Regions from separate parts of the Sus scrofa genome. Here region 2 is linked to region 1. A link is a contact called in public Hi-C data. All regions are on one chromosome and are shown on one strand. Each heading gives the region's core, a stretch centred on a gene start, on an enhancer-like site or on the middle of the called end of the contact. The rest is flanking DNA. Distances are from core to core; before and after follow the strand shown.

Region 1 (7,917 bases), core at 1,586-4,085:
AAGAGCTCCTCTCTTCCGTACTTCTGAAACATTGAGAGAGGAAACCAAGAGTGAGACAGGCCTCCAGGAGTGATTTTCGATCTGGCAGCCAGGTAGGTGTGCAGAGCTCATACTGAATTCCTGGGCTAAGAGCAGGCCAGCTCTGGAGAGAGGGATAAATTTGTTTTTCTCTGTGGGCTGCACCTCCTAAGAGGAAAAAGGTGGCAGAACTGAGCCCAGTATGTTCAGCTACTCTGCCCAAATTGACCTTACATCATCAGAGAAGAAACGCTTAGGCTGGGAGGGAAGCCAGGAAGTTCTCCTCACAGAAACTTGCACTGGAGAAAAAACATCCTCCTCTAGTGAGAGTGGAAATGGTCACCATCAACTGACTGGTTTTGTATGTTTGGCCTTTCCCTAAGTAGGACACAGTTAAGTTCAACAAGCAGAAATCAAGTACCATTCTGCCACTTACAAACTGCAATTTGGGGAAAGTTACTTGAGCTGTCTCAAATTGCACATTTGTAAAAATGAGGATAAGAGTACTTACCTACCTTGTGGGATCATTCATGGAGCACATTCAGTGCACTGCATGGGTTGAATAAGCACTCAGTAAAGATTTGCTGCTTCTATTACCACTGTGATGATGACTGCCACTATTACCAAGTTTAGAAATCTGCTAGGTGCTGGGGATAGAAAAGATAAGAGACATAATCTTACCATCCTAAGCTCAGTAAGGAAGGAGGAATAAAAAAATCATTAAAATACAGTGTAGTAGGGTTCTTCCGAGTAGGGTGCCTACCAGTGATTAAATTTTAGTGAGACTATATCTATGCAGGCCAGGATCAAAAAAAAAAAAAAAAAAAAAAAATCTCGGAATTGTTGAGTCTCCAGTCCTTACTGAGGATCAAGTAAGTAGCTCTGTTTCGAAGAAAGGTATCAGAAGAGTGCTTTCAGGTTTTTGTCTTATTTTGTTTTTCCCAAAGGAGTTGGTCACCTGTGAGGAATAGAACCATGATGGCTCTAAATCAACTCTGATTTAGCACCCTTGGGCATGGAGAGAGCTGATCACTTGGGAATCTGACACCTGGAGCCTAAACTGGCAGAGGCTGAGGGCCCTTGGATCAGGGTAACACTGAATAGGCCAGAAGGGCCCACCCTGGCTGGTGGGGATACTGACACTGCACTAATTGCACCCTGCAGGTCCCCTCCTAGGGCGTGGGCGGGGGCAATCGGCTTGATCTCTGTTCACTTTGTATCTGTTGAGCAGCTTTGCTGACTTGCCCCTGAGTTGCCCTCCATCACCAGGTGGCTCATAGGCATCTGGCAGTTTGTTTCATCTGCTGAGGTGACTGGGAATTCAGCCAGGAGTACTTCCTGTTACAAAGCTGTGTAGTGTGGGGGTCCACTTCAGAAAATAAGCCAAGCACCTTCCAGGTATCAGGGACTCGTGGCCAGTTTTGCCACATTCAGTCTCTGCCTCTGCCATTAGACTGAGCCACCAGACTGCCTCTCAGCTACCCCTGAAGCTCTGCAGGTGCTGCGTGCATACAGGAGAGGGAGTTGGAGCGAGGGTAGTCCACACCTCTGGGTTCTGGTTTTTACTGGGCTCTAGTCATGACTAGTTTGTGAGGGCTCAAATGTTTACCCCTAGGGCTGAATCAGGAGGCACAATAGTTGTATGCCAAACCATAAGGTATCCTGGTTACTAAAAATAATAGAAGCATGTATATGCTACCCTACAGTAGTGTAAAGCGAGGAGTGATGGATTCTGTAAGAGGAGGTGTTGGGGGAAGGTTTCTGAGTAGTCAGGCCTGGACAGGTTTTGGAAATGAGAGTATGAGTTTACAATGACAGAACGGAGGACCCTACAGACAGGAAGACCCTCATGGACAAAAGCTCTACTAAGCCATGACATAATACAGTATCTTCAGCGAATTCAAAGTAGGTTTGTTCCCTCTGCTGCAGATTGTTTTGGTGGTTCAATTCTTGCTCCAGTATTTGATAACCTTCCTTATTTCTTCACAAAGCACAGGCTAATATATGTAAATATATATATAAAGTATTTATAATAGTGCCTGGCACATGGTTTACACAATCTTAGTCAAACTTCGGATAACTAAATAGCTCGACTTATTTTTTAGGCTGTAAAAATATTCTCAACCCACCATCCTTTCCTGTTTTCTACTCCCGCCTACCTTAATCCCCATCCCTCAAAAATCCTAAACACTCAAGTTCAAAAAGCCAAAGGTCATTCTAAGATAGATGCTGCATAAAACATGTGAAACAGAAAGGTGTTGCAAGAAAAGGGTAACGTTAGATCTTTTCGGTCTGGGAGTGCTTATAGGCAAACAAATGATATCTAAAACAAGGCTTAACAATTTTTGTCTGTTATTTCCTAAGTCCTATTTCAGAAGTTTGTTTTAAATACTCGCATCTAAGAACATTGTCCTCAGTAGATCGTCGGGTCGGAGGCGTTACTGAGAATCGGTAAAGAAGTGCAGAACCTGGCTAAGGTGTGGCAGTTCCCGTAGCAAGTGCCACGTAACCAGGGCGCTGGAAATAATTTGACAGCTAGGAAAGGCTCAGAGAATCGAGAGGCTGAGGTGGATATCAGAGCAGAGGAAAAGGGGGAACAAGAAGTAAAGAGCCGCGCGATTCTGGGGCTGCAGGGAGAGGGTACGCGAAAGGGTCTCGGGTGGGGTGCCAGAAGGATGCCAGGCCAGGAAGGTCACGCGGCGCCGGGTACCTCGGAAGCGCGGGGTCCAATGGGAGGAGGGCGCGAGCCGCACCTCAACCTGCCGGAGGACGTCACGACGCCGAGGCGGACGCCCGGCCAATGGGAGGCCGTCACATGCGGGGGCGGGGCCCGGCAGAACAGGGCCCGGCCGCGCCGAGACAGTTGGCGGAGTCTTGCGGCCGGACGCCGGCCTGCCTAGAGCCTCTCTCCCGCGCCAGCCGCTTCCCGCATGCTGCCGGCCCCTCCCTGAGCGGCGGCGGCGAGGCCTGAGGGACGTGCGCGGGGACTCCTCCGGATCGAGACTTCGCGGCGCCCGCTCTTCCTCTTGTAGTGCCGGTGCGCGGCCGTCTCGGCGGGCGGGATGGCGACGGTGGCCCCGGGGAGCGGCCGCTCATCCGCGCCCCGGCTGCTCCTGCTCTTGCTCCTGCTCCTTCCGCTGCCGTGGGCCCCGGCCGGCGTCCGGGCTGTTCCCGACGAGGACCTCAGCCACCGGAACAAGGAGCCTCCGGCGCCAGCTCAGCAGCTGCAGCCGCAACCCGCGGCTGCGCAGGGCCCCGAGCCGGCCCGGGCCGAGGTGAGTGGGACCCACCCCCGGGCGAGGCTGCGCCGGGTACCGGGCTCGGCGCGGGCGGAGCGCCCGCCTGGGCCCAGACTGCCGGCGGGGGAGGGGAGCCCGGCGCCCGCGCCCTGGGGGCGAGACCGCTGGGTACGCTTTTGCTGGTCCGGCCTGGCCTCGCCCGGCTCCTCCTGGGGGAGGGGAGCGGAGCGCAGAGAGGGGAGTCCTCTGTCGGCCTTTAACTCGGGAGGGTAAGTAAGGATGCAACTGGGATGGGCCTCTTGTTGGTCAGGTGTATCCTGCAGAGCTGGAAATACTCATCCCTAACAGAAAGTTTTTAACCTAGAGCAGTGGGGAAGCTTTTCATGGTCTCTGAATACCATCGGCCATTTCATTGCTGAAACAGCTTTTCCCAAACTGTTTATTTACCAAATTCAGTTTTGCATGATTTGTGATTTTTGCCAAATGTGTGTGGATTATGAAGCGTGACTTTTCACTTTTTGAAAAACGTGCTGTGGCTTGCAGGGAGTAGCCTAAGGAATGCAGACAGTGCGGAGTGTTGCAGCGGTGTGGGATGCCAAAACTAAATTTATAAGTGTACCAGAGTCCTGCATTTTGGCCTTCATTAAATGGATATTAATTAACATTTTAATTTATGTTAGTGGAATCACCTAGTCACTTGGGTTTACAGTCTGGGCAGCGTTTGTGTATTTAGTCCCTCTGTGGGTGCGGGGCTTTCTCCTCGTTTCCAGTTTAGATTCCTGGAACCAGGCCCTGTGTAGCTGCTTCTAGCAGGGCGCTCTGCACTCCCGTTTCCACGGCGGGCTGCCTTCTGCCTGTCCCCATCCACCCAACTAATCTTCCCCAACTTGAATTCCATTTTTCGCCCCAGAGGTCTTCAATGGGTAGCCCCTAACGTGATTTCAGTCTGACCTCTCAGGTTTCCGGGTAATCTGGCTCCAGCCAAGCCCCCAGGCTTCTATTCCCCACTCCCTTTCTCAGCCACTTGCTGATTCAGACCTAAGACAGGCCATGTGCTCTGTTCCTGGTCTCTCCGACAAAAGGCCTCTAAGTAAAAGGGCTTTAGTGAGCTTGTTCTGGCCAGAATTTTTCCCACCTTTAAGGAACAAGTAGACATCTCTGTTCTGTGAAGTCTTTCCTAAAATTTCCTGGCTAAAAGTGATGGCTCTTTTTAAGTAGGAATTTATGCTAATTTGTTCTGTATTGCAGTAGAGTTTGTTTAAGCATAAAATTATGCTTGCATGTAACTTTTTGTTACGGCTCAAGTGTGTTTTGTGTTATTTTTATTTTCTCTACTGTATTACAGTATATGGGGAGGTTTTTTTCTTTCACATGTTTTCTGAACTGTGTAATGTAAGTTTCATTTGTGTTTTTTGTCCACTTGGTGGAAGTAAAATACTGTCAGAGTTGAGTTTAATAGCCGTGTAAGCAAGAGTTCAGCATCACTGATTCTCTGAAGTTTTCAACTGTTTTGCTTTGCAGCTACATGCAGCATATCTTTTAAAAGGGTAGGATATTTAAATGTATGTTTTCATACACTATGTGAGTGTGAATTTCTGAAAATGGAGAGGATAGGAAAAACTTTATTGATAAGTAATCAAATGTAAGATGTATTATAAAAACGTAGTTGTGTCTTATAGGGTACTCTGAAGCAAGATTACTGAACTTCTCATGGGATTTTCTATGTTGGGTATATTTTTTTCTCTATAATCAGGTAAAAAAAAGTTGAGGGACTTTACTCTGAACTTATAGTTAAAATTAATCCCCCATTTACAAAACCCACAAAAAGCACTGTTGCGCATTGGGATCCTTTCATTATGCAATGTGTGCCTCTGTGTTGACAGACTCGCTTTTTTAATTGGGGCTTATCAGGTAGATTGAATAGAGGTAATTTATAATTTGCTGCTCATTCTATAAAGCCAAAGAAGGGCTCTGCTCTGGTTGCCTAGCAGTGTTGTAAAGCCGCAGAAGCCACCAGACCAGTACAAGTTCTCCTTACTGGTGTTTCTGCTTTATTGTTTCTTGGCATTTCTTTTATATATTATCTTTTAACTAGAAGACCTTCCACACAATATTTTAAACTTTTTTCCATTTTCATAAACTCCATCCAGTCCAAACTCCCAATTTTAGCCTTTTCACAGCTAAGACTGAGGCGGTCAGATAATCATTGCCTGACTCATGATTGCTGTCAGAATGGAATGATCATGATGTTACTGCATTTATTTGTCGGTATTCTACTGTCAAAGCAATTCATTAAAAAAAAAAAATCAGTGAAACTAAATGCACTTAATACATTTCAAATGCTAACATTTATAAACACATTACAGAACAGTAATATTGATAAAAGCATAGCTGTTAAACATTCATTAAAATAAAAATGTATTTTAAAACTGTAATTGTTAAATATATTATTCTAATATTGATGGAACATTCATAAAAATAAAATATTATTTAAAAAACAAGCGACCCCATCCACAAATAAGATATGATGAAAATTTATAATATTTTGTTTCTTTAATACAGACTTTTAAAACCAAGTTTATCCCTGATGTCATGGTTTAAATTACACATGTATTTTTGTGCACATTTTCCAACTTCTGAAAAAGGTTTTTCTGACTTCCTACAAAAAAGTAATGGTAAGAAGACAGTCCTAAGCCAGTTCTAAGCATTTTCCTGTGATTTCTTTGTCTTTAAAGCTCACCTCTTGTCTGGGAACTTTCGTTGAGAGACTTTGTTTTTGTTTTACTTTTGCAGGGACATTGTCTTTTTCTTGGTAGCAGGCTGTAGATTTTGTTTCAAAGAAAACATCATCTTCTCTAGTTTCATCATGAGCAGGTGGAGATGCCCACGCAGGTAGCAGTTTCTGTGTGGTCAAGTCTGTGTTCATTTAAACTGTAGGACTAGAGTGGGAATTGTTTTTTCATTGTTAATTGTTATTTTCTCCCTTTTCTTGAAGATCATGAAATAAAAGGACACTAAGGGTCTTTTTTCACAATTTTTCAATTTGCAACTAATTTTAACTTTGAATTTTATTCAGTAAGTTTTTCTTTTTGTTTTTTAATTATAAGTTGTTGACCCTGCCCTGAAGATGTAAATAATTTGAGTTTCAGACCCAAATTAAGATACTGGAAAAGGTATTTGTACTAAGGAAAACACCTATTTCATTTCTTACTACAACTCTGTATAACTGAATGGCAGAAAGAGACTTGGTCATGTGTCTGACCCTCCTGTATTCACCTAAGCTGCTGCCTCTGCGCCACGACTCTCTCCTTTCTTCTGTAGTGAACACACCTGGGCCCCTCTCCATACCTTCCCTCCGTGTCCCTGTGCCCATTCTCCTCTGACCCCCCACTACTTTCCTTCCTCAGGGTCTTTTTTTTCTCCTTTTCTTTGGTTCCTTTCTGTCTGCTTACACAGGCTTTTCCTCTTTGGAGAGGGAAAAACAGGCCATTGGGTTAACTGTACTTGACTGCATTAGCTTCTGCTCCTCACTTTTATAAACCAAACTTCTAACTGGGGAATTAGCTGCTTTATCACTTGGCTTTGGTCTTCCATTATCTTGCATCAGGCCCTGTCTTTTCATTGAAATTCATTGCGGAACCCAGGTGTCTTTTTCAGTTCTCTTTTGACAGGATTAACTCCCCACTTTTTAGGAGTCCTACCAGTTGGGAGAACCTGAGGAAATTATTTAACCCTATTGTCTCTAAGCTTTTCTTCTTATGTTGAGATAACAGCTTTAAAGTTTTTGAGCATCAAATTAAACAATGCATAGGAAAATCTCTGGCTTTTAGTTAGTAGCTCAGTGAAATGGTGATTGCCCCTAACTTGGCCATCTGTGGTCTCCTGCCTGCATCTCTAAATACCTAAGACAGTTTTCTTTTCTTTTTTCTCCCCTTCACCTCTCTCCCTAAGTATAGATGTTGTCCAAGGCTCATTTTTTTAATGTGATCTCTGCCCTTTCCCATGGAAATCTGGTCTTGAGAAGCTGTAGCTGGTAGATTCTGGCTGCCAGCAACCAGACACATACCTTGAGGCTCTGGTGGCCAAAGCTCAGGTTTCTGATAACCTGTTGGAAACCTTTACCTGAAATGCTCTTTTTTTTTTTTTTTTTGGTCTTTTCTAGGGCTGCACCTTCGACATATGGAGGTTCCCAGGCTAGGGGTCTAATTGGAGCTGTAGCTGCCGGCCTACACCAGAGCCACAGCAACGCCAGATCTGAGCCGAATCTTCGACCTACACCACAGCTCACGGCACTGCTGGATCCTTAACCCACTGAGCGAGGCCAGGAATCATACCCACAACCTCATGGTTCCTAGTCAGGTTCGTTAACCACTGTGCCACGACGGGAATTCCCTGAAAAGCTTTTTATCCTCCAATTGAACGTGTCTGAAACCACACCTCTTATTTTTATTTCTCTTTCCCACATATCTTGTAGGAGTATGAATATCATCTTTGATTCTTTCCCTTGGAAAAAAATATTAATTTTTCTTTTCATCATGCATAGATTTTTTTTCTTTTTTTTTTCAACATTAGTCTTGTGCAGCTGACTTCTTAATTAGTTAGTCCAGTGGCTGGTATTCTCTGTTTTCTGTCCTGATCTATTAGCCAGAGTGCCTTAATC
Region 2 (7,917 bases), core at 1,949-4,448, 160 kb after region 1:
TCTAAAGGTAAATTCAATCCACATCAGATTAAAGCTCACAACAGTGAGAGCTCACTACAAACCGTAACTGTGCCCCAAACTAACCAGCCCCTCACCAGTGAAAAGATGAGACTGTCCTAAGGCGCATACTATATGTTAAACTTTCTGACACACTCCAGGTCATTTCCCTGACCTGTGACACTAACAGAGCTCACATTGAAGGCAAACAAGCGGACAAAACAAGACAATTCAGTTCTCAAGACTGAAAATTCATGTTTGTAAATGCACAGAAAAAGAACTCGAAGGTTATACAACACTGTTAACAGCAGTCATTTCTGCAGAGATGTGAGAAGAGGTGGACACGTGCAAAGGCTGCTTCACGTACATATACACTGCATTGTTTTAATTTCTCATGAACACCACTCTACTTCTATAATTTGAAAAACAATAACAAAATTTTAAGTAAAATTTTGAAATGCAATTCTATTTTTTCAAAAAGACTGAATAGACCCACATGGAATTCAAATGAAAAAATATGCATAAGTTTGACTAGAGACCTCTAAGTCAAACAAAAATAATTATCCTATCGTACAAAATAAAAAGGAATACTGGAAACATAACGAAAATGCCCACAGTAACTGTCAACCACTACTCAACATTCACTACTTTCATTATATTAGCATCCAAGAGGTTCTGAGTACCCTTCCCCAAATCATGTACTGTGTGGAGCAATCAATAAGCCATAAAAAAATTTTGATGTTCTGCACTGACTGCTAGTTTTAATTCCCCGAAAGTACTATAAAAATAAATATACATATAAAGTTACATGTCACTGAGGTTCATATCTGATTGTCTTGAGAAAAGCATTTCCCAAATCTGCAAAGCAAACTACCTGGACAAACGATTCTATTACCATTTTAATGGAGTGCTCATACTCTCCAACTATTTGTCATGACAACTTTGGGGTTAAAAAAACTAAAAGTCAAATTTTATGCAAGTATGATTCCTGAAAAAAAAAAAAAAAAAAAAGGAGGCAAACCATGCTCTGAAATCTTTATAATCCAGCCATAATGCCAAATGTAAATGATGTCATATTTCGGCAAAGTAAAATGTGACTAAACAGCTTTAAAAATTAAATGTGACACCAGCACCTTAAAAATCGAGGCATAGACAGCCAAACTTACCCTAAGCTTTCTTTGAATTTTACAGCTCATTTTCCTTAAAAATATTAAGAGAAATCATGTTGAAAATGTCCAAAATCACCATAAATTAGGAAAGAGAAATAAGCAACAAACAAAAACACATAACAAGTTATTTTGGAAAGAAGGACTTCTGTTTAGTTTATGAATCCATAATACAGTCCAAATACTTTAAAAATAAGACATACACAACGTCATTTCCCACCATCCCCTCATCAGGCTCCTTCCCCCTCTCGCCCACCATTACCAGTTCTGCAGTTTCTCCCTTTCCAGAGTCGCTTTATACTTAGAAAAGCAAACGCAAGCTTGTATTCTTATTCCTCGCCTGTCCCCTTAACACACAAAGCAGCACATTATTCACACAGCCCTACATCTTTTTTTCACTTCATAACATATTTTGGAGCTCTTCCCAGGTCAGTACACAGAACCCTTCCTCATTGTTTTCTTTCATAGCTGACTATGACCAGTTGTCCCACAACTTTCCTTCTATCTTCCTTAGGCTAACCTTTAATGACGTTCTCATCAGTTTACTACTTAACACCTGAGTTAGTTTTTCCCCCTCAACAAGATTTTAAACAGAGAAACCCACTCATTATATAAATATAGCCTTTTTAGAACCTTTGTTTTTCAACCAAGTGGAGGGTAAACACTGCACAATTTTCTCCTCTCATCATTTAAAATGAAGCTACAAATTAAAATGCAAACTTTCAAGTTTGATTACCTTTTTTTGATTCGGGGGATCAGCGTTAACAGCCAAATCAACAAAAGCTGTAAAAGTTTCTTTACTTCTGGTGCTTTTCTTTCGCTGTAAAAGAAAACACTGGTTTGGTTTGGTTAAAGTTAGAAGGCTGTTAAGTATTAGCGTGGCATCCTAACAGCAAGAAATCGCCACCTGATTCCACGTCTCATTTGCCAGGTCAGAGGGGAGGCTTTGCTTTGTGGACTGCTCCACCGGCAAAAACGCACTCGGGGGCTTAAGCTCCGGGCGCTCGGCGGTGGAAATGACGATCCGAGGGCCAGGGCGCCAGGACCGGCTCCGCAGGCGGAAAGGGACCGGGAAGGGCAGGCGCCATGAGGACCCGGCCTGGAACCGCGACCACCAACGGAACTAGCCCTCGGGCGGCGGCCCCGCGGACAGCACGCCGGGAGGGCGGGGGTTCCCCGAGGAGCTGGCCGTCCCCGCGCCCCATTGGGCGCCGCTCCAAACGTGCCCGGGTTGTGACAGGAATAAAGTGGGTCACAAGGCCTAGCGGGTCCCAGGCGAAAGCGCTCCCCGCACCAGGTCGCCGGCGGTCCCGGCCGCTCGACCGCTGCAATCGGCCCCAACCCAAGGGAGCGCTCTGGCCACCGGGCCCCGCCGGGCACCCCGATCCCGCCCCTACCCCGCAGGTAACCCCGCTGTCCTCGAGGGCCCCGCGCCGCCGGGCCTCCGCCCAACTCCCGAAAACACTCACCAGGGTGAGAGGCAAAACTTGGCTCCAGCGCCCGGCCCCCCGCCGGCCACCGCCCCCAGCCCCGCACGCCGCCCCCCCTCCCTCCCCTTCCCCGCGCCCTCACCGTGTGGCGCGCGGCGTCTCCGGCTTCCTCCCCACCCCACCCCGGGGTCCGGCGGCGGCGACTCGGAAGCGCAGACCCGGCCGGGTCCGGGATACGCGGCGGCCCCAGCACCAGCAGCACCTGAACGGACGGCGCCCCCCACCCAGCCCGAGGCACCGCCACCGCCGCCCGCTCCTCCTCCCCCTCCCTGCCTCCCCTCCTCCACCGGCCCCGGGAGCGCATGCGCCGCCCAAGCCAGCCGCCGGCGGACGTCCAGCCAAGGCCCACCGGGTGGGCGACACTCACCGGGAGCGCGCACGCGTCTGGGCCAGCTTTCCCTCGCGCTCGCGCCCTGGGGGTTTCCTTTTCAAAGCGGGCAGTCGCAATCCGCGTCGGAGAGTGCGCTCCCTCCGGCGCATGCGTCCTCGTGACCCCGGGCTCCGCCGGCCGGCGCTGTGCGTCCGCCCCTCCCCTCGCTCTCATCTCCCCGGCGCGGCTCGGCGCGCATGCGACTTGCCCGTTAGGCAGCGCGGAGCAGCGAAGAGATCCCGGGGCCCCGGGCCGCCCGCCGCAGGGCGGGAAGGAAACCCCTAGTCTCCCCGCACCCCGCTGCCCGCACGGTTCCAGGAAAGCAGGGGAGGCGGGCCTGGTCGGCGGAGGGCGCGGCCGGCCCGGGCAGCTCTAGGGAGGCGGCTTCGGCTTTCACCCTGGATGCGGGGAGCGGGGAGAAGGAGAGGGTGGTTCCAGGCGGAGGGGTCCCGAGGAATCACCCTCTCCTTCTTCCCGCGGAGGGGTCTCTCTGAGAGAGAGAGAGAGGCGAATGACTGCCAGCGCCAGGGGAAATTTTCCGGTATTGGCAGGCGCAAGAGCTTTTTCCCTTCTCCAATAGCATCCCTTGCGCTTCGTTTCTTGGGTCTGGAAGAGGGAATTTGTGAGGGTGACTGAGCTCCAGACTCTTCCTTTGCGCTATCCTGGGGGTGCACTGCTTTAGTTGCTTCTCGCTGGAAGGTGGGCCTGAGGAAACTGGGCGGGAGCCCTGGCTGGAGGAGGGAGGCAAAAGAAGGTACGGCTGTGCCGCTTTGGAGTTTCTTACTTGGCCTTAAAGGCCAGGTGACAGTATAAGGCAAAGTGGGGGGTGAAGCTGTAGGATAAACCAGGACCCTAATTTGCACCGCTTCCCTTGTTAGAAAAACGTGTGAGTACTGCGCACTTATCTTAGGATATCCTTATCCTAATAGTCCTTATCTTAACCTTTGATAGTTAAGACACTTGGTCCGCACGGGAAAACGTATTTCGGCGGTTGAAAATTATTGGAAAAGAGGTCTTTACAGCCCTGATTCCTAGTAGTTTTCACATTTTAATGTTCTTTGGATTTGAAATAGAAGTAGTCGTCCTGTTTCAAAAAATAAACACCTGTTTTGACTATAAAATCCTCCCCTCAAGGTAACATTCATATCAGTAAACTTTTCAAATTCTTGCTGTGTACTCAAGATGAAAAGAACATTACAACTGAGGAACTTATTCAGATCCCTGATCGTTTACATGAGCGTTTTTCCGACACGAGTGGGAAATTCTAATGGAGTCATCAGTAGCAGACAGAAGTTTAGTAGACATTTTTCCCCGGTCAGCCTTCATTCCCTACTCTGATAGTTTCCTGGAGAACTATCCTTTCTTCACTCTCAGACCTTTGGCTGGGGCAGCACCCCAGGGGAAAACATATTTGAGTTAATCCTCTGCATTAAACTGGACTTAACAAGAGGAGTGATCTCTCTTTTTCCAATGGATTTAATTCTGGAAAAATGGAGGCCTGAAGCCAACTTCCCACTCACAGAGTCTGAGAAAGAAGGCAGCATGGAAAAAAGCAGATTCAAAAATGGAGATGTGGGCTGCAAACGTGTTTTGATGCCCTGAATTTAATGTGGACTACATAACTGGAAATTTCAGTTAAATTATTCAATAAATTCATGTATTTACTGCTTAAACCAATGAGAGGTTTTCTGTCACTTGCAATCAAGAATCTTAACATAGCCAGAGCAAGAGAGGAGGTAAGTTTAACAATACTGAGGGTACAGAAGCTTGCTGAATGCTTTTCCTAGGGTGTGGATGTTTGGATTTTATGCTGGAGAAAGTGCTATGTCCTCATATTCTACATCATCTGGAACACATATTTTCAAAATACCTTTGCCCTTTTTAATGATTCCATTGTCCTCTTAGTCACTGGGAACAAATCATATTCATCTTTGACTCCCCTCTCACTTTCTGTATTTAATCATTTACCAAGACCTGTTGATAATCCCCTGTTTTTTGCTCAGTCCTATGACACTGCTTGAACATTTCCCATGGCTGGGTTCACAACTTACCTTTTCCCCATATTCTCTCCAAGCAAAAAACTGTATCACATATTTTTAATAACATTTCCAACTACCAAATTCCACCTTTCCCTAAAACAAAAATCCTGCCTCATAGCTTCATAGACCCTAAATTTGTCCCCCAGCCTAAACCCTCGCCTTAAAACACAATTTATGTAATTCTGTTTCTTCTTGCCTGCCTTACTGTTATTTAAACTGAGCATTACCAACTCCCTGATTCTCATAGTTGATGTCTTGATGGAAGTGATACAACAGAGTGGTTAAGAGTACAGAATTGGGAACTAAACTGCCAGGATTTATCCCAGTCCCACTACTTAATGTCTGTATGACCTTGCGTAAGTTATTTGTCCATTCTTCAGTTTCCTGATCCATAAAATGAAGTTAACAATCCCATCTCATAGGTTGACTGAGAGAAGATATCAATTAGATAGATAGATAGAGGTGTGTGTGTGTGTAATAGTACCTGGTACATAAGAAATCCCATATTAGTATTGATCATCATTAATGATGTTCCTTTTTAGGTAGTTCTTACATCTCTTGTTCAATTTCTTTCCCTAGTTCCATGTGCCTATGCCCTTTCTTTCATAATGCTTTTCTCACCCATCCTTTCATTGACATTTCTAGTTTTACCACTATAGTTTAAGGTGAATTGGAACACAGAAAGTTTGATATGCATAATAGCAGATACACTGTTAGTTGTTTGTTTTTTAAGAATCCTTCAGAGTTTAGTCAGTTACTCATATCCTTTCTAGACCCTTTAGAATAGAGTGAAGTCAATAATATGAGGTGGTATTATAGACTTTGTAATTAAAATCTAGGCTTAAATCCTGACTAATACTAAGAGACACTGAGCAAGTTAAATAATTTCTCTGAGCATCAGGGTACTTATCTGTAAAGTGAGAAGAAAAGCATTTCAGAATGGTGGTGATCAAATGTAAATTATGAACTACCACAGAAAGGTTGGGTGATAAGGATGGTGGTTTTAAATTCTTATGGTTTGTCGTTGGAACCCTAGGAATGGCTGGAATGACTCACATGTTTGTAGCCCAGCCCACACTGTCTTCCTCTTCGAGTTCTAAGCAGTGCCCAGTTGTCTACCTGGTGTGTCGTCTTGAATAGCTCAAATATCTTGGATACTTCCTTCAATCTGTTCTCTACGAGCAGCAAGAATATTCTTTTGAAAATATAAATGAAATCTCATGTTCCTCCTTAAAATCCTTATTGTTTCTCATTATAGCCCAATTCCTAATCATGGCTGTATACGCTGTTTCATCCAGCCCTTCATACATCTTTAGTCTTATGTCCTACCATTTTCTTCCTTTCCCATAACACCTTCCACCCAGAAACATCCCTCAGTTCCTTGATAATCTCTGTATTCTCAAGCTTTGGCACTTGCTGTGCCCTTGTCTGGACCACCCTCCTGCCTTTCCTCCTGGCTCCTCCTCAGTCTTCATGCCTCAAAGTGCTAACTACCCTATCTAAGACATCTCCTTCCTACCTCTCACCTGCCCCCCAACACACATAGTACCACAGTTATTCTCCATTAGTGCACTATTTTTTAATATTTGTTTTATTTATTAAATATCTCACCACCACCACCCTGTAAATTTCAGGACAAGAACCATGTTTCTGTTTTTTGGGGTTTTTTTTTTGGTTTTGTGTGTGTGTGTTTTGTCTTTTTGCCTTTTCTAAGGCCACTATAGCTCATGGCAACCCTGGATCCTTAACCCACTGAGCAAGGCCAGGGATTGAACCCGCAACCTCATGGTTCCCAGTTGGATTTGTTAACCACTGCGCCACAACAGGAACGCCTGCTTTTTTGCTTTTTTAAGAACCATGTGTTTTGTTCACCACTGTATATGCATCATCCATTTCAATGCCTGAGTTGAATGACTGAATTAATGAATGAGATGAAAGATAAAACATGCGAGAAGAGTTTTAGCGTAATTCTTATATTCCAAATTATGATTGTAGATGATTATAGTATTGGCAGGAGGTAAATGTAGCAATGTGTATTGAAGTATAAAGGAGAGAGAAACTGAAACAGTTAGTGAAACACTAGAACTGTGTTAGTAAAAATATTTGAGAACCCAGAAAAATATGTAACACCATAACAGACACAGCTAACACCTAAAGGAGGCTGCTGCCTGAGGTCCAAAATAGGGAACAAAGAATATAAAGTACTCATCCTCTAAGTAGCTGCCAGCATTTGGAGCCAGATATTTAATCTTTTAGCCAGAACTGAAAGCTAGGCAAAACTAGACCCAACATGATCAAAACCTCCAATCCCCCCGCCTCCAGGCCATTTACGCAGAACACATGGGAAGAGGAAGATGAGAGAATCACTGGAGCTGTGTCTTACTAGGTTCCTGGAGAGTACTGTGGCTTTTCCTTCTCTATTCATTCCCCTCCAACACCAAGTTCAATGAACAAGGCTCCAGCAGAAACAGCTAGAGAAGCTGGAGTGACTGTAGGAAGAGACTGGCCTCTCATTCCTTGCAGATGTGTTGAAATGTCCTGGATCTGCCTACATGACTAGAAAGATAGAGACTGCGAGAGAAACAGCCAGCCAGGAAGTGGGCTGAAGTAAAAGCAATGTGTTCTCCTACAATTTGGCATGGCAAGGATATGTAAGTTTCTGTGGGGTCCATCAATGCTGAGTGGAAAGTGCTGTCCAGATTTGAACTATATTGACACCTAAGAGGAAAAGAAATTCTAGCAGCAAGAGGCTGGGTATACTTTTGGGAGTGGGGACTGAAAGATCAAAAGGGCGGGGGGCAGGGGGAGTGCCAGACGGAGCTCCTATACAAGGAGTGTGCAGTGGAGAAGGTGCC

The links. Hi-C and Micro-C count contacts between places; a contact is called where the count stands out from the background.
Region 2: a contact with region 1 is called in a Hi-C map of embryonic fibroblasts, with 4 times the contacts expected there. The contact joins the promoter of CLOCK here to the promoter of TMEM165 in region 1. A contact is called at or near these places in 3 of 5 promoter capture datasets (fetal liver, fetal skeletal muscle and liver), 18 of 47 Hi-C or Micro-C datasets (adipocytes, alveolar macrophages, blood and 11 more) and 2 of 2 datasets of contacts at active chromatin or transcription factors (alveolar macrophages and skeletal muscle).

Annotation. Positions count from the first base shown.
Region 1 is chr8:54,748,735-54,756,651 of Sscrofa11.1, forward strand. TMEM165 (transmembrane protein 165) reads left to right here and starts at 2,836. Exons shown (of 6, transcript XM_021101337.1): 1 at 2,836-3,293. The coding sequence starts at 3,081. LOC110262103 (a long non-coding RNA gene) reads right to left here and starts at 2,816. Exons shown (of 3, transcript XR_002346666.1): 1 at 2,729-2,816; 2 at 530-665.
Region 2 is chr8:54,906,994-54,914,910 of Sscrofa11.1, forward strand. CLOCK (circadian locomoter output cycles protein kaput) reads right to left here and starts at 3,199. Exons shown (of 23, transcript XM_021101324.1): 1 at 3,021-3,199; 2 at 1,900-1,983.